Linked DNA regions of Sus scrofa: all the other regions are linked to region 3. A link is a contact called in public HiChIP or PLAC-seq data. All regions are on one chromosome and are shown on one strand. Each heading gives the region's core, a stretch centred on a gene start, on an enhancer-like site or on the middle of the called end of the contact. The rest is flanking DNA. Distances are from core to core; before and after follow the strand shown. Region 1 holds the start of MED19 (mediator of RNA polymerase II transcription subunit 19). Region 2 holds the start of ZDHHC5 (palmitoyltransferase ZDHHC5). Region 3 holds the start of LOC110259265 (182 kDa tankyrase-1-binding protein-like). Region 4 holds the start of UBE2L6 (ubiquitin conjugating enzyme E2 L6).

Region 1 (5,645 bases), core at 326-2,825, 390 kb after region 3:
AGCTGTGCTGCGTCTGCAACCTACACCACAGCACAGGACAACACTGGATCCTTAACCCACTGAGTGAGGCTAGGGATCAAACCCACAACCTCATGCTTCCTAGTCGGATTCATTTCTGCTGTGCTATGACGGGAACTCCCCCACTTTGCTTCCTTAATAGAGCTGCTCGAATGATTGAAAATAAGCAAATAAGTTAGAAGTTAGATCACTTCAGACTCTTGTGTCAAAATGGTTCCCCCTGAACTTAAAATGTCTTATAGAGGCCTCTGCCTACTCTCCCACCTTCATCTCCTATCGCTCTTTCCCTGTTCACTTCCCCGGAGTGCAAGTGGTTTTCTGTCCCTCAAATATTCAAGGTTATTCTCACATTGGGCCTTCTAATCTCATTTTTTGTATCTAGAGTTCTCTCTCCTCCCACTCATAAATGGCTAGCTCTTCCTTTGTGCTTATATTTTAGCTCTAATGTTATCTACTCAGAAAGGGCTCTCCTGATCACTCTAGCTAAAGCAGTTCTGCCCCCTCAATTCTTTATCACATTTCCCCCTTGTAGCCATAACCACTATCTGATACTATCTGTTTATCCGCAGATATCTGTTTATCACTCTTTGACTCCTCCACTGGCAGGTAAACTCCCAAACAGGCAAGGATCTTGTCAGTTTTGTTCACAGCTGTATCTTCAGCAATTGGAAGAGTGCTTGGTACACAGAGTGGGTGCGCAACAAAATAATTTTTTGAATGAAAGAACCTGGTTTAATTCTAATCACTTCTTCGAACACATTTTGAAACCCCGAGGCCCAGAGGAAGAAAGACAACATGTCCCAAACCAACAGGAAGTTTGAAGCAGATCTGGAACTGGGTCCGCAGGGATGTTAAATCAGGACCCTCAAATACCAAACTCAAAGCTAGGATAATCTTTAGGGAGTCAAAAACCAGCGTCAGGGGCAGGATCGGGCGTGAAAGGTGGTCAGGGAGATCCACTCTCTTCCCACCCCTAATCCATCCCAATTCCAATCATTCTTTCGGTTGTGAATCCTCAGAACCTCTTCTAGTATAGTGTTCCGAAATCGCGCCACGCGTTGCCTAGGTTACCCCTCACCCCAGTCGGAAGGCTGAGAGCCACGCCCCGCCTCTCCTCGCTATGATCTGATTGGCTGGCTTTGACCAGGCCTTGTACTCACCCGGCAGTTCCCGCATTAGGTAGAAGGGGCCACAACCGGCCGCTGACTTGTCGGAGCCGGGAGCGGCTGTGGCCGCGGTAGAGGGCGGGGCGGGGCCCGGCCCCCCGCCCGGAGGAGGAGGCGGTGGGGGTGGAGGTTTTCCAGGTCCGAAGCCAAGTGCGGTCGGGGGCGGTGGTGGGTCAGCCTGAGCTCCGAACAGCGCCGTGAAATTCTCCATCGCCTCCTCCGCCCCGGCGCTGTCTCGGTGTCTGGCGTTGGTGACGTTCATTGGTCAATCTTTTCACAGAGTACCGCCCTCCTCTTTCAGGAGCCTCTCACCATTGGGTTGCCTCGGGCCCTTCCTACCTTCTTCCTGCAACTACTTCCGTCGCCTTCTGAGAACGTTCCGGAAGTACTATTTAACTTTATTTAAATTCTCCTGTATCTCCTACTTGCCGCAGTCGCATATGTCCAATAAAACGATTTAGGTGGAAAAAAAGACAGCTAGATTAGCCAATAAAATATCAAAGCCCTTTCTCCATTTTTAACCTGACGCAGAAGCCAGTCAGAGATCTGCTTCCGGATCTAGAGGCGGTGCATCCGAGACTAGGCCCAATGGAAGCACAATGATGGGAGAGGCGGGACCAGGCTCACGGACTCCGTGGAGCGGCTGGCGCCGCTAGAGCCGGGAAGATGGCGGTTCTCGCGCCTTTAATTGCTCTTATTTATTCGATACCTCGACTATCACGATGGCTGGCCCGACCTTACTACCTTCTGTCAGCCCTCCTCTCTGCTGCCTTCCTACTCGTGAGGAAGCTGCCCCCTGTCTGCTACAATCTCCCCACGCAACGCGAAGACGGCAACCCGTGTGACTTTGACTGGGTGAGCGACCCCCCGCCTTAGGACCCCGCGACCTTGACACCCTGTCCTAGGTTGCATCTACGAGATGCGAGGTTCACCTGTTTGAGAACACCTGAGGTTCCCAACCTGTAGCGGACTTAAGCTATTAAGAATCTAGAGCCTGGGCGGTCGTCGAGTGTAAACCTCTTCACGTTTAAGATGGGAATACAGCGAGTTAGCCTGCCGGGGTCTTCTGACTCCTGAGTCCAAGGTCCTTTCCGTCTCACAATTCGTACCTACCCAAACGAGGCATCTGCACTGTTTTACAGTGCTGCTCTCGTTATGTAAAGCCTCTTGAGGAATCAGTGAGGTAAACAAGGCAAGTAGTAGTAATCTCGTTTCACTGATGAAGAAATTGATCTCGGCGTAGTTAGGAGACTTGTCCAAGGTCACACAACTAGTGAGTGGCTGGGACTTGAAACCACTCTTCTGGCCAAAGCAGCAGCACCATCAGTCATTTTAATTCAGTTAACAACTGCAGAGGGAGGACTGTATGCTAGGCACTGTGCTGCATCCTGAGAATGTAAAAATGAATAAAGTTTTAGGCCTATTGAAATGGAATTGTAAAAAAAATTCATTGTAAAGAAATCAATCTGAACTCTCTTGCAGTACTTCCTAAGTAGAAGTGGAAGGACCACTCAGAAAAATAAGATGAAGTTCTGTGCCCCCTTCTGTATAGCTGAATCTGTGTTACGAGGAAGGAGGGCCTTCCTGAGTTTTTGTCTTTTTTTTTTTCCAGGTCCCAGAATGAGTCTTGACTTTTGACAGAACTTACTTCCTTACTTTTATTCTCCTTCCCTTGTTTACTTTTTCGTACTTCCGCCGTTCTTTCCCAGTGTTATTAAGTAGCTCATGTATAGCTGTGGTGCTTCAAAAGATCCATTTGGGGGGCAGGGGGGCGAACCTGCGGGGTATGGAGGTTCCCAGGCTAGGGTCAGATCAGAGCTACAGCCTATGCCACAGCCATAGCAACGTGGGATCCAAGCTCTGTCTCAGATCTACACCACAGCTCAAGGCAATGGCAGATCCCTGACCCACTGAGCGAGGCCAGGGATTGAACCCGGATCCTCATGGGTACTAGTCAGATTCGTTTCCACTGTGCCATGACAGGAACTCCAAAAGAACCTATTAAGTAGGGACCTTTAACTATTTAGAGTTTATAGCTAGTGTTTGTTTTCCTGGAAAAAATCTTTTACTATTTCCTTGGTGATTTGGAAGTTAGAATATTAAGGTAAATAATCTTAGCAATAACAGGTAAACCTCAAAATTTCAGTGGCTTGGAGTTCCCACCATGGTGCGGTGGGTTGAGAATCCAACTGCAGTTCCTTGGAAGTACGGGTTCGATCCCTGGTCCAGGAACTTCCATATGCTGTGGGTGGAAGAAAAAGAAAAAAAGAGGGAGTTCCTGTTGTGGAGCAATGGAAGCAATCCAACTAGTATCCATGAAGATTCAGGTTCAATCCCTGGTCTTGTTCAGTGGGTCGGGGATCCAGCATTGCCATGAGCTGTGTTGTAGGTCACAGATGTGGCTCAGATCCTACGTTGCTGTGACTGTGATGTAGGCCAGTAGCTGTAGCTCCAACTCGACCCCAAGTCTAGGAACTTCCACATCCTGAGGCTGCAGCACTGAAAAAAAAAAAAGGAAAAAAAAAAATTTCAGTGGCTAAACAGAATAAAAGTTCATTTCTATTTTATTAAATAAAAGAAATAATCAAGCACTTTGCTTTTCCTCTATACACTGTCAGAGTAATAAATAGTTGATAAGGGAATGTTAATTTCCTACTAGAAGAATTTGAAGTAATACAGAAAGAGTGATAGCATTTAAAGATTATGTAGCACTCTGGAGTTCCTGTTGTGTCTTGGTGGTTTAGAAACCTGACAGAATGTTTTGTGAGGATGCAGGTTTGATCCTTGACCTCTCAGTAGGTTGAGGATCTGGTGTTGCCACAAGCTGTGGCGTAGGTGGCAGATGCAGCTCAGATCCAGTGTTGCTGTGGCTGTAGTGCAGGCTGGTAGCTGCGGCTCTTATTTGACCCCTAGTCTGAGAACTTCCATATGCTGCAGGTTCTGCCCTAAAAATAAAATAAAAATTATGTAGCACTCTAATGAAATAATAAATCTAGGCAATGATCATCTCAAGCCATCAGATGAAAGGTTGATATGTCATCTGCAGTGAGTTAGTAGAGAGTACATACCACCTCTATGATGTTACAGCTATGCTGCAGCTGCGGCAACAAAGAGTCCTTTAACCCATTGTTTTGGGCTGGGGATCAAACCCTAGTCCTGGTGCTGCAGAGACACTGTCAGTCCCATGGTGCACCAGCAGGAAGTCCTGTAATTTGCTTTATGTTTCTCTAACAAAAGAAATGGATGGCATAGATGAAATGGAACCATATTGGCAAAATACTACCATTGAAGCTGAGTAATAGGTATTTTATTAGTAATAGGGGTTTATATTAATACAACACACATTTTATACACAGACACACAGACACACAGACACACAGACACACACACACACACACACACACATGGATGGAAAATGATTTTCCCTTTATCCGTCTGGGCTCTTGACAGATAATGCAAAATAGGTTAAAGACAAAGGAAGTTCCTTTGTGGTACATCAGGTTAAGGATCTGGTGTTGTTGCAACTATGGCTTTGGGTTCAGTCCCTGGCATGGGAACTTCCACATGCCACAGCTACAGCCAAAATAAATAAATAAATAAATAAAACAAAGACGATTAAAATAAAAATACAAACAGAAAGGAGTTCCCTGGTAGTGTTGTCGTTGCTGTAGCTTGGGTTGCTGCTGTGGTGTGGGTTCACTACCTGGCCCAGGAACTTCCATATGCTGTGGACACAGAATGAATGAATAAATACATAAATAAAAACAATTTATTGGAGTTCCCATCGTGGCTCAGTGGTTAACGAATCCAACTAGGAACCATGAGGTTGCAGGTTCGATCCCTGGCCTTGCTCAGTGGGTTAAGGATCGGGCGTTGCCGTGAGCTGTGGTGTAGGTTGCAGACGCGTCTCAGATCCCGCGTTGCTGTGGCTCTGGTGTAGGCCGGTGGCCACAGCTCCGATTAGACCCCTAGCCTGGGAACCTCCATATGCCATGGGAGCGGCCCTAGAAAAGGCAAAAAGACAACAAAACAGAACAAAACCAATTTATTAACATGTATAACTTGTATACATGGGCGATAGCTAGGGAAAAATGAGTAGCTCAAAAAAGGTGGTTTAGGACTCCAGCTTATATGTCATCTTCAACTATGAACAATAAATTTGTGAAGAAATGACGGGACAAAGGAAAGCTGTTTTAGGCTTCCAAGAACAGAAAACTGTGGAAAGGTAAATTGAAGGTAGATAAAGTCTAGTTTGTTATCTAGGTTCCTCTGGTGCTGCCTCCAGGCTGATAGGGTCTAAAGTTATCTCCACTGACTAATTTTGTCCTTGGTATAGAAGATTAGAAGGACACCTTTTGAAAGTTTATGTCCTGTTTTTAGACAAATGGGGGAGGGCAGGAACTTTTCTAAATTATTCTACTTCTCAGTTGCCTTTAGGCTCAAGATAATCCTTATGTCAAA
Region 2 (6,437 bases), core at 3,568-6,067, 350 kb after region 3:
CACTTTTTGAGTTAAGACCTGAATGGCTGTCTGAAATTGGGGCAAAGAAAGTCTTCCAGGTGGAGGAAACAGTGCAAAACCCTAAGAAAGGAAAAAGCTGGCGTTCCCATCGTGGCTCTGCAGAAATGAGTCTGATTAGTATCCATGAGGACGCAGGTTCAATCCCTGGCCTAGCTCAGTGGGTTAAGGATCCAGCATTGCTGTGGCTGTGGTGTAAGCCAGTGGCTACAGCTCTGATCCAGTGCCTAGCCTGGGAGCCTCATATGCCCCATATGCCAAGGGTGCGGCCCTTAAAAAAAAAAAAGGAAAAAGCTTAATGTGTTGGGTGGAGGGAAAGGCCAATATGGTTGGAGTGTAGTGAGTCAAGGGGAGAGGTAAAAATAGAGGCTGGAGGGGAGCCAGCAAAGACCAGAGCATACAGGGTTTTGTAATCTAAGAGCAGTGGGAAATGATGGAAGAAGGTAATGTCTTTGTCCCTTTGAGCGGCTGTTAAAAAATACCACAGACTGGGTAGCTTATAAAAGGTCAGAAATTTTTCACAGTTCTTTAGGCTGGAAAGGCCAAAATCAAGGCACCAGCATGCGCATGTTCCAATAAGGGTTCTTTTCCAAGTTGTAGATTGCCTGTTTCAACTGTATGCTCACACAGTAAAAGGGGCAAGGGAGCTCTCTGGAGTCTCTTTCATAAAGGCACGAATCCCATTCACGAAGGCTCTACATTCATGACCTTAGCATTAGGTCTCATCTCCTAATACCATTGTTGTCACCTTTGGGAGTTAGGATTTCAGCATGTGTGTGGCGGGGTGGGGGGTGGGGGAAAGGGCACAAAAATTCAGACTATAGAGGGTGGTTAAACAGGAATAGCACGATTAAATTTACATTGAAAATTGGCTGCTGTGGGGAAAATAGATTATAGAGGCAAGAGAAGGACACAAGCTAGGGGGATTTTGTGGTATCTTCAATGTGAGAATGAATTAGAAGAGGGCAGCAGGGGTAGAGTTGGTGAGTAGATTGCCTTGGGATGTTTTAGAGGTAAAATGGATAGAACTTGCTGATGGGAGTGGTGAAGAAAAGCAAATGAAATCAAAGGTGATGCTTACAGTGTTTATTTGAGCTACCACACTGGATCCAAGATTGGGGAAACTGGGAGGGGAAAGGGAACAGCAGAAGTTCTACTTGGGGAGTTCCCGTGGCGCAGTGGAAACGAACCCAACTAGGAATCATGAGGTTTCGGGTTTCATCCCTGGTCTCACTCAGTGGGTTAAGAATCCTGCGTTGCCGTGGCTGTGGTGTAGGCCGGCAGCTACAGCTCTGATTCAACCCCTAGCCTGGGAACCTCCATATGCTGTGGGTATGGCCCTAAAAAAAAAAAAAGAAAAAGAAAGAAAAAAGTTCTATTTGAGCAATGTTAAGTTTGAGCTAGTAGTCATCCATGGGGGGGGGGGTGCCACTCAGACAGTTGGAAATTGAATCAGGAGGGTTGGGAAAAGTTAAGAGTTGAAGGTTCATGAGAGACTTTGGCTTATTAGAGGAAATTTAAAGCAATGGTATTGGATAAAGTCACTTAGGGACTGTGTAAATGGAAATCAAAAGGAGGCAGAAGACAGACTTTCAGGGTACTCCAAACATAAGCAGTAAAACATAATGGGAGCTAGCAAAGGAGGCCTGACATGATCTGGAAGCACAGAAGTTGGTGTTGACCTTGAAGAGTATTGTCTTGAAGTGGTGGGGATGAAAGTCCTATTGAAACATATTGAGGAGAAAATATTAACTGGGAAGTAGAGATAACTGTAGATAACTTTCAAGAAGCTTTGCTAAGAAAGGAAGTAGGGTAGGAGTATGGGGTGAAGGGACAGTTTGTTAGGTTTTTAGAGAGGATGCCTTTTAGCATATCAACAGAATTCTACAGGGAGAAAATTTAATAATGGGTATGGGTGTGTTCTTGACACTCCTTTTTTTCCTGTTTTTTTTTTTTTTAATTTTTTAAATAAAATATCAAAGATAAAATTCAGAGGAAAATGCAGTAGTGAAGGGTATAGGATCCAGAGCACAAGGGGAGATACTGTCCCTTAACACAAAGACATTTCACAAGGACAAGAGGGAAGGCAGCATTTAAACACAAACAGGGGAGTTTCCGTTGTGGCACAGTGGTTAGCGAATCTGACTAGGAACCATGAGGTTGCGGGTTTGAACCCTGGCCTTGCTCAGTGGGTTAAGGGTCCGGCGTTGCCGTGAACTGTGGTGTAGGTTGCAGATGCAGCTCAGATCCCACGATGCTGTGGCTCTGGCATAGGCCGGCGGCTACAGCTCCAATTCAACCCCTAGCCTGGGAACCTCCATATGCCATGGGAGTGGCTGCAGAAAAGGCAAAAAAAAAAAAAAAGACAAAAACCCCCAAACAAACTGGGTCATTGGTGGTTTTGGGGCTGAAAGGGCATTCTTCTCTTTGCTTAAATCCAAGGGTAGCATTTTGTTCTTGACTGCCGGTTTACTTACCAGTGAGTTGAACTAAATAAAAATGACCCTGTGGTTTGCTATCTATAGACATGAATTGCAAGTGGAGCAGATTTGAAGAAGTATAGATAAACTACACTAGAGAAAACTATATGGTACTACTTGATATACATAGCAAGGTAGTTCATTTTAAGTTTGGTGGTCTGGATATCCTATTGTTTTAGCCTAGATTTTACTGTGCAATACTTTTCAGAAGTGGCTGGCAATTTAAACCTTACGTTCTATTAAACATCCTTTCAGGGAAATATTTTGCATGATTCTTTTTTTTATAGTAATTTTTTATTTTTTCCATTATAGTTGATTTACAGTGTTCTATCAGTTTCCTACCGCACAACAAGATGACCCAGGGAGTTTCCGTTGTGGCTCAGTGGTTAATGAATCCGACTAGGAACCATGAAGTTTCGGATTCGATCCCCGGTCTTTCTCAGTGGGTTAAGGATCCAGCATAATGCCGTGAGCTGTGGTGTAGATTGCAGATGAGGCTCACATCTCGAGTTGCTGTGGCTCTGGCGTAGGCCAGTGGCTGCAGCTCCAATTCGATCCCTAGCCTGGGAACTTCCATATGCCGCATGTGGGGCCATAAAAAGCAAAAAAAAAAAAAAAAAAAATCAAGAAAAGCATAAAATAGAAAAATGAATTTTACCTGCTGTATAGCACACAGAACTCAATCACTTTGTCGTACAGCAGGAATTATCACAACCTTGTAAATCAACTGTATTTCAATACAACAAAAAAAGCAAAAAAAAAGAAATTTAATTTCTAAGGATATAAATTAACCTAACTTGCAGCTAAAAAAGCCTCTCTAAATGAAACAAATATTGTATTTCCAATAATACTTTAACTTTACCTTTTATAAGGTCTAAAGTTTTTAAATATTTCATTTTTTAGTTTATTAATATTTTTTGCTTTTTAAGGCTCCACCTGCAGCATATGGAGGTTCACAGGCTAGGGGCCAAATCGGAGCTGTAGCTGCCTGCCGGCCTGCCCCACAGCCACAGCCCACGCAGAATTCCAGTGGAGCCTGCAACCTACACCACAGCTCACAGCAATGCCGGATACCCCACCCACTGAGCGAGGCCAGGGATCCAACCTGCAACCTCATGGATACTAGTCAGATTCGTTAACTACTTAGCCATGACAGGAACTCCAAGATTTCATTTTTTAAATACACACTGTCATTAAAAGAGCTATGCAGGAGTTCCCACCAAGGACTCGACTTGTCTCTGTGGCAGAGCAAGTTTCATCCCCAGCCTGGTGCAGTGGGTTATGGATATGTAGAGAAGGTCGCAGCTGCGGCTCCTATTCCATCCCTGGCCCCGGAACTACCATATGCTGCGGGTGCCGCCATTAAAACAAACAAACAACAACAAAACAAAACTCTGAAGCATGCAGCAACAAATGGTAGATTGAGGCACTTAGCAAGCATGTAATAGAACCTGTTACATAAGCCATGTCAGAGAAAGAACTAGATTAGACCTCAGAAAAGAAGGCAGATCTTTCCCATGCCGCCTAGTGCTCAGAGCATATTTTAAACTAGCAACATTTGACACCAAAGACCAGGACAGACCGCAGGATTTAGAATCACACTTTACAGGTGAGGAATCTTGGCTTCAGTGAAGTGGCTGGTGGAACACTTTTGAAAGACTATTACGTAATAGCCAGGGCAGCTTTCAAAAAAGAAATGGCCTTGAGCTAAATGAGAACACCAGGCCTTGCTCTTGGGTTCACAACGTTGTAGGGCTAATTAGGACAAGATGTGGCGCTGTGATCTATGTAGCGTTGGCCAGCAGCTCCAGAGACAGGAGCTTCTAGAGAATCTTTTCCTTCCTGCCTGTATTTCCCGGATTGGGCGAGGTTACATGTCGGCACCCAGCTCAGGGGCTGCAGTGAAACGCTAAGGGAATCAGGCGAAGCCAAGAGTCAGCTCCCACTCCGGGGGGTTGCGACTGCCTCAGCGCGCGTCCTGTGTTCCTCTTCCACGGTTGGCACTATGGTTCCAAAGCTCGCGCTCGCTCTCCTTCCTCTTCCTCCTAGGCCTTCGGCAGGAGCTTCGCTCCCCACAGACTCTTCACTCCGGGAGGCCCCTCCGTGCGGAAGCCATAAGCCAGACCTTTCCATTATCCTGAGATTCTGCTGGTACTAGGGAACTCGCCGGTCTAATGAATGCTCCATCAAAATTGTTTTAAATAAAGTTTTCGCCATCAAAAAAAAAAAAAGAAAGAGAAAAAAGAAAAAAGGGAGAGGGCCAATTAGTGGGCAAACTGTTGGCCAATGACTGAAGAAGCTGAAGCCGGAAGACGCCGGGGCCTGTGGGTGATTGGTTACTCCAGAAGCCTGTCTGGAGCGTACCACACTTACTGGAGGGGGTTTGGCGAATTTGGAAGGGTAACTACTTGCTTTTGAGTACTCTCGGTACGCACATTTAATTATTTTTCACGTCTGAGTTTTCCTGCTTCGATACGGGAGGGGCACAAAGCAGGAAGCAGAAAAAGGGAAGAGTGGCCCCGCCATTTCCCCTTTTCCGACTACTGCGCAGTACGCCCACCCATCTCTGCTGGTCGAAGGCCCTTGCGCGCGCGTTCTCGTTTTCTCGCGTGGTACGGCGCTGTGCTCTTGCAGCCAATCAGACCGCGAGGTCGCCGCGGTCGCCGGCGTGCGCGCGCACGCCCTAGAGCTGCGTCGGGGTGGGGGCTATGGGTGAATGGGAGAGTGAGCGGGGGCGGGCGCGGCGGCGCGAGCCGCATGAATGAGAGGAACGTGCCCTGCGCGAGACGTCGCGCGCGCCCGGGACAGGGAGCCAATGGGAACGCTGGGAGGGCTCGAGACCCGGCTCTGAGGGCAACGGCCGCGCGCTGACTCGAAGGCGAGCGTCGCTGAGCGGGGGCGCGCTGAGCAGGGCGGGCGTGGAGCGTGCGGCGGCCGCGCGCTGCCTCTCAGAGGCCGGACGGCACTACCGGGAGGCGGCGGCGACTACGACGGTAGCGGTGACGGGAACAGCGCCGGGGGTGAGTACCGGGGACACCGGCCCCTACGGAACCGGAAGTGTCGGGCCAGGAAGGTGGGAGGGGAGAGTGACCTCTAGGGAAGGGGGACCCAAGAGGGGGAGGTGGTTTGAGGCCCCATTCCTCCTCCGGGCCGGGTCATCCAACTGCGGCGGGACCCGTGGGCCCCGGAAACGGACGACGAGTAGAGGCCGGGGATCCACGGCTGCCGGGGCTCAGAACCGGTTAGTGCCGGGTCGCCGGGTCCCAGCTGGGGACCCCGGTCCCTACGCGCCTGGCGCCCAGCCGCCGCCCCTCCCGCCCCCGGCTCTGCGACCCGGGGCTCTGTAGTCTCCCGCGGCTCCAATGGGCCCTGCCGCCGCGGATGCGGTCTTCCCTGTCTCGGCCATCCCTGCCCCTTACCGTGATTCTCGATACCCCCGCTCCGGGGTAGGGATTGGGTGCCATTCCCTCCCTGCTTTTTAGGTCCTTCACCCCACTCTGCTGATACTTATTTTGGCTCAAGCCTCATCCTGTTACCTGTTCTCTTGCATCCGTCCGCTTCCTCCCCTACCCCCACCAGCGGGAGCTCCATGCTTTTAGTACTCTGTACTTTTTACAAGTGGAACTCGAATGTGTTTGACATTATTTTACCTATAGGAATCTCTTGTGAGATAGGGAGGTAGAAAGCGTTTTACCCACTTGGCCGAATGAAAACATTGAAATGAGAAGTAAGAGACTTAAAGTTACGAAAGGAGGTGTAGGATTAGATACATGTTATACTCTAGATCATTTTTCTGCCTTGGATTTTTCACTTCCTGGTTAATGCCATCTTGTCTAGGTTGACCTTATTCGCATCCCTATCGTTTTATCCCAGTATTTCTCTGTACTGGGTTAAATCTCTTCAGAATGTTTATCACCCATTCTTTAAACCCACCTAATG
Region 3 (6,023 bases), core at 3,302-5,801:
GGGCAGGCGCCTTGCGCACACCCGCCGGGGCCGCACATCGAGCCGGTGGCGTCAAGGGGGGCATCTCTTCTTTAGCAGGCTCCTCTTTCCCGGGCTCCCGGGTGGCCTCCCCTCCAGTAGAGGCCTCAGCCGTAGGTCTGGGTGCAAAGGGAAGGGGACGCTTGCTGCCACCATAGGGCTGGGGGCCCGCCAGCATGTTCATCTTCCGGGCAGAAGGCAGCTCAGCCAGAGGACCCCGGGGGGGCCGAGGCCCAACAGGCACCAGCAGGCTGGGCTTGGCGGGCAGGGCTGGCTTGGCGGGCAGGGCCCGGGGTTTGGGCTTGACAGGGGGTTTGGCTCGAGGGTCACCTACCGAAAGGAAAGGGTTGGTTGGGAGGATATCAGAAGAACAGGCAGCAGAACTTCGTCTCCCATCCTACACACTCGGTGTGTGCACATCTTTCTAAGTACAAGTCAAATGTCACCTCTTCCACGAGGCCCTCCGTGATTTTCCATACACACCCCAGAAACATCTTCTCCCATCTCCTAATTCCCAACATGTTTAGTCCATCCCCCTTATAAACTGAAACTCTTTAAGCCTGGCACCTATTTCTCCCTGTACCCACTTCACACGTGGTAAACACTCTTATCAAATGAATGAATAAATGAGCAAATGAGCTAATAAATGAACACCTGCCCATCCATATCAAGGAGCCAGCCCACCACCTGGGCAGTCTTGTCCTTTCCTTTCACATGACTACCAGCCATAAGAAACTTTCTCTCCCAGCTCGGCTTCCCTACTCTGCCTCCAGGCTGTGCCCTCCCCCAGTGCACACCCAGGCCACCTTCCCACTGTCATCCGGTGTGCAATCAGGAATGCAAACTTACTATTGACCTAAGCCAAACAGAAGTAAATCTGCTACAGGGAAAAAAAAAAAAAATCCAGGAGCAAAAACCTACCTTCTATATAAGGCATTCCAATGCCAAAGAAAAGACCTTGAATTACTCATGGCCACAGCCCTTCTAATAGAATCCTTTATCACCCACTCATTCGGCTCAGTGCAAGAAAGGCGTCTACACAGGGAGCCAGGAGGCTTGGGTTCACACCCATCGGTGCATGGCATTTCCCTCCAGGCCTCAGTTTCCTCCTCTGTCAAACGCCGGAAGGGCCCACCTCACCGTGACAGTTGGTATGCTCTCATGTGCTGGAGAGCTATGATCTCAAACAGTTCTGAAGGGTCTCAACAGGAGCTGAGAACCTTTCAAACTCATCCCACACATCCTCAGTCCTCCTTCTGCCTTCACGCCCACCCTAACAGAGTCATCAGCTGCCCAAGACAGAGTAGGGGGCCAAGCCTCAGCCACTCCCACCTTGGCCACTCCCACCCGCCTCCCAGCCACCCCGCTCCACCCTGCACCCATAGGTACCTGGCTCAGAGCCAGCAGATCCCAGCTCCTCCTCCGTCTCCCGGGGCGGTGGGGAAGCCATGGCTGTGCCTTCCCTGAGAGCAGACACTTTCATCACATGCAGCAGACCTGCATGGGAATCGGGAAGGGGTGTGAGCTGGGGTGGCTGAAGACCCAGGAAGAGAGAGAGAGAGAGAGAGAGAGTAAAAGGGCTGGGCGTTGGCAGTAGGCTCAGCGAGGGAAGTCTGGCAGAGGAAAAGTGTGGGACAGGAAGAGGGAACTCAGGAGGGGGTTGGAGGAGGTCAAGGAAGGCCCCTGGCAGCCACATCCCCCACTCTTCCCAGACCACTCTCCAGCTCCTGCCTCCTAACCCTAAAGTCCTGGAGCTTCAGGGAGCCACCCACTGCTCCCTCCTCCGGCCAGCTCTCTAAGGCACCCCACTCACCACTCCCAAGGCCCCCCTTGGGTCCGGTGGCCCCCCTCGAGGTATCTACGCAGGGGCCGAGCAAGAGGTCCACAAAGTCTGAAGTGTCTCCGTGAATCACCTCATGGGAGACGGGAAAAAACCCGCTCCTCCCCAACCTGGGGCTCCGCCCCACTGCCTGCCAGCCTGCCTGCCTCCCCCTTCCTGCTCCCCCTCCTTCTCTCCCTCCCTCCTGCAGCTGGGAGTGGTTCCGTCTCCCCCTTCTCTCCCCCTCCTCCTTCCATATCCTTGCCCCACTCCCGCCTCCCTCAGAGCTGTCTCATCCAAACACGGAAAAATAAGGAATCAAAAGTAAACATCTGGAATACATTTTTTTCTTTAATTTCTCAATCGCTTTGGCTTCAGCTTGGAATTTGATGAGGTAAAGTCAGGGCCTAGTCCTGTTGCCATAGCAATGGCCTCCCACTGGATTTCCAAGGCCTCGCCAAGAGGAAGGAGGAGCCGGCCCGGGCCTGGGCCGGGCTGGGAGAATGGGACAGGGCTTGAGAACATCCGGGGGGCGGGGTGGCTTGGGGGAGAACTCCCTGGGGTTCCTCCTCCTAGGACAGCCACAGTGGGAAGAGCCACAGCCTATGAAAAGGTGATCTGTGGGCATCACTCACCAGCCTAGGCTTGACCTGAGGGGTCTGCAGGGAGGCTGAAGGAGAAATTGTAAACCAAGCGACACAGCCCTATGTTAGGAGCCAAATGGGTGCCCCTCCTGAGACGCCGGTAACAGGAGCTTCGGATCTGCTAGACCAGGATTCAAATGCTGGGTGGATCTACCGCTTTCCAGCTCTGTGACCTTAAGCATGTTGTTACCGCTTTAAGCCTCAGTTTCCCCATGTGAACGATGCAGTTGCTGAGACTATTAAGAAGCTTTATATGAGAGGATGCACGTAACTGCTGAGCACAATGCCTAACTCACACGTAAATGCCCAGTAAATGTTGGCCACTATTGGTGTGATTCCACTCAGTGTCACCAATGAGCCAACAGCCTTGGTAACCACCTCCTCTTCCCAGCATTCCAGACCATACCTTCTCTCCCACAGGCCCCAGTCATATCACCTGTTCTTCAGACACTCCACCACCTTCTCAGTTCCTGTCCTGGTTCCTGAAGCACCAACCCCCCCCCAAGGCACACACCCCCCGCGCGTGCCCCCTGGCAGTGGGAACCGCCTTCCCCAAAGTCACCCCACTCCAGCTGGTATGGAAGAGAGCACCAAATCCCAAGAAGGGACCTCAAGTGCCCAAGCTTTGCAAAACCCACCTGCCTCTCACTTCTGACCCTGCCTCAGCTTGTTTTGAAAATGGGAGGGGACAGGGAAGGGGTAGAGAGAAACCCATGGGGGTCAATCCCCCAGAGCAGGATGCTCCCTGTGGGTGGGTGGGTAACCCTGCAGAGCCTGTCCAAGTGGGCACGGAGGAGAGGCACATGACAGAAAAAATAAAATAAAATAAAATAAAACACGAGACTGTTTCCTTGTCCTTGAACATGTTACCAGGGACATGGTGTGGGTGGTGAGAAATGGAGACAAATTGGTCCAAAACCAAGACACCCTTTCAGCTGGGGTCCTAATGGGCACCTCAGCGGTGTGACCCGCGGCAGCAAGGAAGCAGGGTTAGCCTTCCCCAAAGGAAGAGGGGGTCGCGGCAGCCCAGAGGCCCCAGCCCGGAAACCCAGGTGACCAAGGCCAGAGCCAAGGGCTGTAAACTCACAGCAGCTCTGAGCACTCCCCACCTTCAGCAGTCAGGAGGAGACTAGCTGACCCCCGGGAGCACAGGCCTCCAGAAGGGCAGTGGGGGAGGCCAGGCAGCTCGAGCCCCGGGGCAGAGGCCCAGAGAAGCATCGCCGAAGGCGGGGTCACCCCTATGGACCCTGGGATCTCCAGCGGATCTGGGGCCAGAGAGGTCGGCAGGGACAGCCTGTGAACTGCTGGAAGAGGGAGGGCCAACGGGAAGACGGAACAGCCCGGGGCGAGGGGCCGTTTGGAGGGGCCCAGTGGGGAGCTCTGGACACAGAGGGGCCGGCAGCAGCCGGAGAGGAGGAGGAACAGGGTGGAGGAGGAGGCGGTGGCGGCAGAAGCGGAGGACCTGTGCGCGGGATGTGAAGCAGCGGCGAACAGACTGGCGACGCGGACTGGGTGGGGGCGGACTGGGGTGGCTGGGGGCGTGCCGAGGGAGCCGGGGGAGGGGGCTAGCCAGGCCCCGGGAAAAGAGAGGGCGGGGGTCCCTCAAGTAGCTCCGCCCGCCCCCGGCTCCGCCTCAAGCCCTCGCCCCCTCCCCCCTTTCTTCTGGCTCGGCCAGCACGAGCGCCAGACCGTGCACCCTCTGCCCCCGCGCACACGCTCCAGCTCCCCTGTGTCCCCCGCCTCCCACGCGCCCCCCGGCCCCTGCAAACTTTCCTAGTGATCCCCCTTTCCATCTCAACCGAGGTCCCGACTGGAAAGCGCCCACTCCTTCCATGCCTTTCCCCGCCGCCACCTCTCCCGAACCCCGCCCCCTCCTTCACCCTCCTGCCCGCCCCCGCGCACTCACGCGCTCCCCCGGGATCCGGCTCCGCTCGGCTCCGGCTCGGTGCCCCGATGCCAGTCTCAGCCGCCGCTACCGCCGCTGCTGCCGCCGTCACCGCGGGACCAAGCCAGTGCGAGCCTTGGCGGGGCCCCGCCCCTAGCTCCACCCACGCCCACGCCCCCAAGGCGCCTCATGAATATCCATGAGCCGGTGAAAACTAGGAGTGGATAGAGCCCGCAGAACTCGCCAGATCGTATGCAAATAGGCGCAGCCCAGGTACTCAATTATTCATGAACCTTGCAAATGAGGGGCCCGCCCCAGGCTCAGACCCCGGCGAAACTGACGCAATTCAACAGCTAAAGAGCGCTTGGGCAAAATGGCAACCGAGACGACTGCCTAGAGAGGAGACTGCTTTAGGACTGCCCAATCCTCAGGCCCAGCCTCCTTGTACTGATTGCAGCACCATAGAGTCACGGTTAGAAAGAAGGTAACCGTTGGCGGACTGGAAAGGCTTCCTGTGGCAAAACACCTGAGAGCCTCCGCAACGTGGCCACTCCACGTGTATAATTCCAGGTTTAGAACCACGGGGATGACTGGAAGCTGTTTTCCTTGCTCATTTTCATTTACCTCCTGTCATGCCCCATTCCCAGATATAAATTCCTAACTTAAAAATGCGGCATACCCCTTTCCTCCAGTAAGAAAAGCCGCACACATACTCCATTCTTTCCCACACACCCTCAGACTACACCCCAACCACTCCCACGACACACACATACACACACACACACACACACACACACACACACTCATCCTCCCCAATTCTCCAGGCTCAGGTTTCCATTCCCACGTCTGCAGGGAAGCTGGTCAATCCTGATTCCATTATCTGAAGCCTTGGTAGACCCTTGACTCATAGGTGATTAAGGATGGAGCCGGTCCTGCCGCCCCTCAGCTTGGCTAATGGAGTGTAACTGTGAGAGCGACTTTCTAATGAGATCAGCTCTCATTTCTGGACTCTCAGGTGGCCCATCCCGGCAGAAGAGAGTGAAAACCAATGCTTGTTGAGCCGAGAACAGAACAGGATGTACCTGCAGACTTGCTTCCCAGCTGAAGGGTCAAAAGAGAGAGCAGTAAACACAAAGAAAAGTGGGGATGATACAACAGGGCTAGAGAGAAGGCAAAAGAACATGGTTTCCAAAGTCAGTTCCCTTTATTAAATGTTGCTTTTCACAGACCAGAAATACAAAATAAAAGTAGAAATAAGCCCCAGTTAGGAGCTTCAGGCCTGACCTCACATGACCCCTGCTTGCAGCAACTTGAACAGGACAAGCAGCAGCTAGTTTCCAAAGGTCAGGAAAGTAGGACAAGGATTTGGATCCTGTACTGCCCTGCCTCCCACCCGATCTCTCCCCAAATTATAAAGAGCCATCCTTGCGAGGCAGCAGAGTAAGACGTCTCCCCTGCTGCCCCCATGAAGTGCATCCTGGCAGGAGCTTGTTCAGATGGCACAGAATCGAAGGACTGTATTTCACATGAGGAGAAACTGGTACCAGAACGCGGGTGGGGAGACTGGGGTATGACCGGGCAAGGCCAAGGAGAGAGAATCTTCCTCCTCTCTACTCATCAGATGCTGACCCCGAGTCCTCGGAGCTGGGGGGAGTAC
Region 4 (6,280 bases), core at 2,759-5,258, 280 kb after region 3:
CGGGCACAGTGCTTGATGCTTTCAATGAATCCCTTGATTTTTAGCCTCACCAGCTCTTTGGCTACCAGAAGGGAGGGCAGATGCATATCACTGCTTCCAGAAAAGACAACTCAGGAGTAAACTCTCTTAGCAGCCGTCTCTTCGGAAACCAAGCTCCTTAACGTCTGTCATCTTATCCTCCTCCTGGAGAGTCACAAGGTCCTCCCTCCCTTTCATGGCACCCACTGAGCATCCAACATGACAATGTGCCTTTATGGTGCTCTGGGCAGAGCGGGCAGCAAAGACACCACCCTGTCCCAGTCAAATTCCTCCAGACCAGGCCTGGGGAGGGACAATGACTCCGGCAGAGCAGAGCAGGGGAGAATTTTACACCTGGGCAGAAAAGCAAAGAGACAAGCATTGACTTCCCTTCCCAGATACGCTGCCCGGTCACCCAGACATCACTGAGTTCTCCCAACAGCCCCCTCCTCAACAGCATCCTCTGTCGACATCTGACTAAGTCAGGCCCCAGCCCCTGAGAACTTCATCACAGTAACGGAAGAACACAATGTGATTATGTGAATGATGTGGGGATAGATAATGGAGAAGGAGAGGAGAGAGGAGCAGGAGAGCACTGTGAGTGGGGCCATGTGGCATAAATAGGAGTTCCCGTGCAGAGAAGGGCCGAGGCAGAGGGCCCAGTTAGAGCAGATGTACACAGCCTGTCTCATGCAGCCGTCACAGTTATTACAGGAAAAGGGTCACAGTCAAGTACATGGGGAACACCAGGCTAAAGAGATTTCTTTCATGCAGGACTTCCCAAAGCCTTTATAGCATGCTACTGTGTATTGCGATTCTCTGAGATGTGAATGCAAGCATGCAGTACTTCTCAAATGTATTAGACCAAGGAACCCCAGTCTCCATCCTGGGGTCCATCCCGTGGGACAAGAGACCTTTTTTTTTTTTTTTATGTTTTTTAGGGCTACACCCATGGCATACGAGGTTCCCAGGCTAGGGTCTAATCAGAGCTGTAGCCGCCAGCCTATGCCACAGCCACAGCAATGCCAGACCTGAGCAGTGTCTGTGACCTACACCACAGCTCACGGCAACGTTGGATCCTTAACCCACTGAGCGAGGCCAGGGATCAAACTAAACCTCATGGTTCCTAGTCAGATTTGTTAACCACTGAGCCACAACAGGAACTCCTCGCCAACAGACTTTAAAAATATATTTTCTTGGAGTTCCCATCGTGGCTCAGTGGTAACACACCTGATAGTACCCATGAGGATGCCGGTTCGATCCCTGGCTTGCTCAGCAGGTTAAGGATCCAGCATTGCTGTGAGCTGTGGTGTAGGTCACAGACACGGCTGGGATCCCGCATTTCTATGGCTGTGGTGTAGGCTGGCAGCTACAGCTCCAATTCCACCCCTGGCTTGGGAATTTCCATATGCTGCTGGTGCAGCCCTAAAAAGACACAAATATTTATATTTTTCTTTATAAAAAATGTTTAAAATTGAAGTGTAGTTGCTGTATGATATAAGTTACACTGTAAGATGCACAATTTTTAAAGGTTACACCCCATTTATAGTTATAACATATTGGCTATATTCCCTGTGTTGTATAATATCTCCTTGTAGCTTATTTTATACCTAAGAGTTTGTATCTCTTACTCCTCTATCCCTATGTTGCCCGCCCCCCCCCTTTCCTCTCCCCTCTGCAATAGACCTCAGGGAAAAAAAAAAAAAACTCAACAACAACAAATAAAAAGGTCACATTTTTCTGGACCACCAAACAGGTGGAAAACAGTGGTTCTCAACTAGGGGATTCCTTTACCCCCCACCCCCCACCCCAGAGGTCTGACAATGTCTAGAACCATTTTTGGCTGTCACAAACGGAGAAATGGGGACTTGCTGCTGTGGCGCAGTGGGTTAAGAATCCAACTGCAGGAGTTCCTGTCATAGCTCAGCAGAAACGAGTCTGACTAGCATCCACGAGGACGCAGCTTCAGTCCCTGGCCTCCCTCAGTGGGTTAAGGATCCGGCATTGCCACGAGCTGTGGTGTAGCCCGCTGATGCAGCTCGGATCTGGCATGGCTGTGGCTGTGGTGTAGGCTAGGGGCTACAGCTCCGATGTGACCCTTAGCCTGGGAACCTCCATGTGCTGTGAGTGCAGCCCTTAGACCAAAAAAAAAAAAATTATCCAGCCCCAAATGTGAGTACTGACAAGGCTGCAAAATTCTGACGTAAACAAAGGCAGAGAGAAAGGTCCCCCAAGCCAGTTCGTTCACAGTGGGGGAGGGGTCTTCTCACATGTGCACCATCTAAACTTCTCTGCCCCTCCCCAACATACAAACACCCCCTTATCCCTGTTTCTTATCTTTCAGTCCATACGCCAACTCTGTTCACGCCAACAAACTGCATTTTGCACCTTCTGCTTGGAATCTATGACCCTTTCTTCATCTTCTATCCCAAACTAGAAGCATCTCTACTACAAGTCCTAGTTCCAGTATCACTTGTGACTCCTGAGCAAGAATGAACCCCCAGGTTAAACAGAGAAGCTCTGAAATGGTCAGTTTCCCAGCTTCACTAGAACTGGAAGCCCTTGGACTTGATCTGTTTTATATGAGTTCTGTTCAGACTTTCCCAAAGCCTGGGAATGTTGAAACCCAAGCTAGGACACACGCCTCTGTCCTGAGGTCTGTTAGGAAATCATCTGACTCAGAAGAATAGAAAACGAAAGTAGAAGAACCAGTGAAGGAACCTGTGGGTTGGAGCTCCACCAACCAGGGCTCCAGTCCAAGGTCCCTCCCTCGATCTCTATGGGGTGACCCAGGAGAGCCAAGTTATTCTCTCCAAGCCTCAGCTTCCTTATCTGGAAAATGGGGATATATGACTTAGCTCACAGGGATGCTGTGGGAATGAGCTGGAATAACTAATGTAAGCTGCCTGGCACTCATTTAACAGTGCCAGTGCAATAAATACTGGCTCCTCATTCTTTCCCATTTGGCTGGAAAGACCCTCTGGCCCATTTTGCTGCCAATCTCCAGATTTCAGTCCCTCTGTGCTGAGCCTGCTTTGAATGCCCTATCTGAGATCTTCTCAGAGGCTCAATCACCCACCTCAAGCCTGCCCCCTGCTCTGTACATAGGAGGGGAATTTCCAGGAGACTCAAAGCTTGAGGGGGTATCAGACCCACCTCACCAGAACTGCTCTAACCTTCTCAAACTGTCTCCAATCCCAGCCACAACCTGGGTTTTTCCCACTCATGGGGGAAACTGTCCCCTCTCCATCCTTCCAGAGGTCACTTCAAATGGCATCCCTGGTTGGAATGAAAGCTCAGTGAGGGCAGGATTTTGGTTCATCTCTGCCTCCAAAACAGGAGCCAGCACAGAGGAGGTTCAATAACATTTGCAGAACAAATAAACACACCGTCACCTACCCCAGGACATCGCCCTAGCATCTTTTCTTTCCCAGAACAGTCTGAGAACTTTGCTCCTGCCTCCTATTCAGCATCTCATACTTCTCGGGACTCTAACGTAGGTACCAAATTATAGGGCAGGCCATGGGCTACGCCAGGACAAGAACCTTGTCCTGGTTATCTCTGCTCAAAACGCACCCGCCACCACCTCCAGCTGAGGGCCTGTCTCCAAGAAGAAGCCAACGAAGCCTCCCCGCACCTGAGACGCACGCAATTGTTATCACAAGTTTCTGGGAGAAGAAATGAAACTGAAACCAATGGGGGGGGGGGCTCATTCCCATCCCCAGCACAGCTCAGGGAGCCAGCGACACCCCCGCTCGATATGCCCTCACCCCCCCAAACTCCAGCTCTGGCCCCTCTCGAAGATCCCTCTTCCTCTGGGGTGGGAGCGGAGATGGCAGGGATTCAGCCATCCCTGGTACCCAGACAAACAAACGCGCTCGCACTGCTAAGGGAGGGATGCAGGGAAGAGGGACTAGCAAGGCGAGGGGAGCCTTGAGAAAGGGTCATTCTACACGCGGTTACCTTTGCCACCCGCTTGCTCGCCGTCATCTCGGGACCAGTGTGGGCTCTGTCGGACTCCAGCGAGACTGTGCACCGGCCGGCGGACTCGGCGCTCCCCGCCCCGGGGACCCCACCTCCGGGAGCCCCGCCCACGCTCCTCTCCACCCGCGGGGACTCCGGGCTGGGCGGCCCTGCTTCCCACCGCCTCGGCAGAGCCTAGGAGGCCACGGAGGGGAGGACCCGCCCCGTCCCCGGCGCGGTGGGCTCGGATCCCCGGAACTCTAGCTCTTTTGTCGGCAGACAAGGCGGGCCTGGGAGCGCGCGGCGTTCCGGTTCCCGGCATACCACTGGGGGGCGCCGTGCACCCGGCCGCGAGTGCTCCCGGGCCGGGGTCCGCCCATCCGGGTTCTAATTTCAGCTCCTCCGCCGGAGGCCAAGCCGGGGTCTCCATCAGCTCCGTTAGCCCAGTCGCCGCAGCCGCCCCGAACACACACTCGCCCTAAGAAAATACAGGATGCGTGCTATGCAAACGCAGCTCCGCGACAGGTTGCTCGGGGGCCTCCACCGTCTGACCGCCGCCCTAAGCCTCTCGCGAATTCCAGGAGCCCCCCTGTGCAAACCACTTCCCCAAACCACTCTGGGCCCAATGCTCCATCTCTAAAAATTGGTGGGAGACGGCGTGGACTATAGCCTTTTCAAGGACCCCTCCCCTGGAGGCTTGTGTTCCTTTGTGCTGCCCAGCATTCGGCGGCGGAACTGCAAAGATGTTCCTCCCAAGTGACCGCTTGGTGAAAAGCACCGCAAGGGGGCGCTGTTGGACCCATTCACTTGCTTTAGGGCTTTGGTAGGTTTAATGTTTAAGTGCCTGCTCTGTGGAGGTTTGGGAGACAGTTGGGTAGTGGGGACCCCAAGATGGACTTCAGAGGCTTCCATTATTTTACCATCAGTCCACTACAAATTGCGGGCCTACTGTGTGCCCCAGTACACAACCAAGAGTCTCCACCCCTCTGTGTAAGGGCAGAAACACTTTCCCCTGGAGGAAGCTGAGGCCGCCTAGGAATAGCAGCCCCTGAGCCCTAGCAGCATCTGGAGAAGAATCTCTGGTAATAAGGAGACTCTGGGGAAACTGAACCCATCTTCCCCATCCCTTTCAATCCAGACGAAGGAAATCAGAAAATATTTTGTGCAGGTATTTTGAGTTTTGAGCACAGTTTAGGAAGTTTGTTTTGTTTTTGTTTTTTTGCTTTTTTAGAGCCGCACCCACGGCATATGAGGTCGAAGCTATCAAATGGACTACAGGGCGTGGGGGGTCGTGGGTAGTGGGGGACGTCGCTAGGCCAGGGGGTTCGACCCGCCGCCGTGGAAGGACCGCGGCGGAGCGTGGGGGCAGAGCGGCTCGGATCCGCGTTGCTGGGCTGCGTAGGCGTGGCTACAGCTCCGATTCACCCTAGCCTGGAACTCATATGCCGAAAAAAAAAAAAAAAAAAAAAAAAAAAAAAAAAAAAAAAAAAAAAAAAAAAAAAAACCTACAGTTGCTGGCCTAAGCCACACCCACAGCCACACCAGATCCAAGCCGTGTATGCAACCTGCACCACAGCTCTCGGCAACACCACATCCTTAACCCACTGAGCAAGGCCAGGATCAAACCTGTGTCGTCATGGATACTGGTCAGATTTGTTTCTGCTGAGCCAGGAGGGGAACTCCATCTCCTTCAGGTTTTAAGCTAAGCGCCTTGGAACCAAACTATTTCTCCTCTCAGATGTGGGATGTATTTGCAGAAAGATTAATTCTGTTTAATTCAATTCAATGAGCTTTAATGGGCATCTTCTATATGCCAGAAATGAATAGAACACTATCCACAATCCCATAAGGTAGGGAGAAAAAAAAAAAGGTAGATAGAGATGAAGGAACGGAGGCATTTGAACCCACCTCTAGTCATTCATCTCAGTTAATAAACATTTACTACTGAGTGCCAGGAACTGACTCTAGAAAACACCAGCATAAGGAGATGGGGTCCTTGGAGTTCCCAATGTGGCTCAGCGAATTAAGAACCCAACTGGTATCCACGAGGACACGGGTTTGATCCCTGGCTTCTCGCAGTAGGTTAAGGATCCGGCATTGCCGTGAGCTGTGGTGTAGGTCAGAGGTGAGGTACATATCTGGCATTGCTGTGGCTGTGGCTTAGGCCCACAGCTGTAGCTCCAATTGAACCCTTAGCCTGGGAACTCCCACAGGCTGCAGGTGCAGCCCTAGAAAGAAAATGTGGGGTCCTTTCACTTGAGAAAGCTCTCGAAATGTCAGGACAGAGAGAAAGAATGAA

The links. HiChIP or PLAC-seq counts read pairs in DNA pulled down with a chosen protein or histone mark.
Region 1: a contact with region 3 is called in an H3K27ac HiChIP or PLAC-seq map of alveolar macrophages. The contact joins the promoter of MED19 here to the promoter of LOC110259265 in region 3. A contact is called at or near these places in 1 of 5 promoter capture datasets (liver) and 1 of 2 datasets of contacts at active chromatin or transcription factors (alveolar macrophages).
Region 2: an H3K27ac HiChIP or PLAC-seq map of skeletal muscle shows a contact between it and region 3. The contact joins the promoter of ZDHHC5 here to the promoter of LOC110259265 in region 3. A contact is called at or near these places in 1 of 5 promoter capture datasets (liver) and 2 of 2 datasets of contacts at active chromatin or transcription factors (alveolar macrophages and skeletal muscle).
Region 4: a contact with region 3 is called in an H3K27ac HiChIP or PLAC-seq map of alveolar macrophages. The contact joins the promoter of UBE2L6 here to the promoter of LOC110259265 in region 3. A contact is called at or near these places in 2 of 2 datasets of contacts at active chromatin or transcription factors (alveolar macrophages and skeletal muscle).

The regions. Positions count from the first base shown.
Region 1 is chr2:13,237,241-13,242,885 of Sscrofa11.1, reverse strand. MED19 (mediator of RNA polymerase II transcription subunit 19) reads right to left here and starts at 1,575. Exons shown (of 5, transcript XM_003122715.5): 1 at 1,179-1,575. The coding sequence starts at 1,446. TMX2 (thioredoxin-related transmembrane protein 2) reads left to right here and starts at 1,616. Exons shown (of 8, transcript XM_005660896.3): 1 at 1,616-2,039. The coding sequence starts at 1,851.
Region 2 is chr2:13,274,897-13,281,333 of Sscrofa11.1, reverse strand. ZDHHC5 (palmitoyltransferase ZDHHC5) reads left to right here and starts at 4,817. Exons shown (of 12, transcript XM_021083028.1): 1 at 4,817-4,925.
Region 3 is chr2:13,628,759-13,634,781 of Sscrofa11.1, reverse strand. LOC110259265 (182 kDa tankyrase-1-binding protein-like) reads right to left here and starts at 4,551. Exons shown (of 5, transcript XM_021083047.1): 1 at 4,388-4,551; 2 at 1,408-1,515; 3 at 1-348. The coding sequence starts at 1,501. It overlaps SSRP1 (FACT complex subunit SSRP1), which reads right to left. Exons shown (of 17, transcript XM_003353864.4): 17 at 5,549-6,023. The coding sequence ends at 5,977.
Region 4 is chr2:13,351,816-13,358,095 of Sscrofa11.1, reverse strand. UBE2L6 (ubiquitin conjugating enzyme E2 L6) reads right to left here and starts at 4,008. Exons shown (of 4, transcript NM_001246215.1): 1 at 3,982-4,008. The coding sequence starts at 4,008.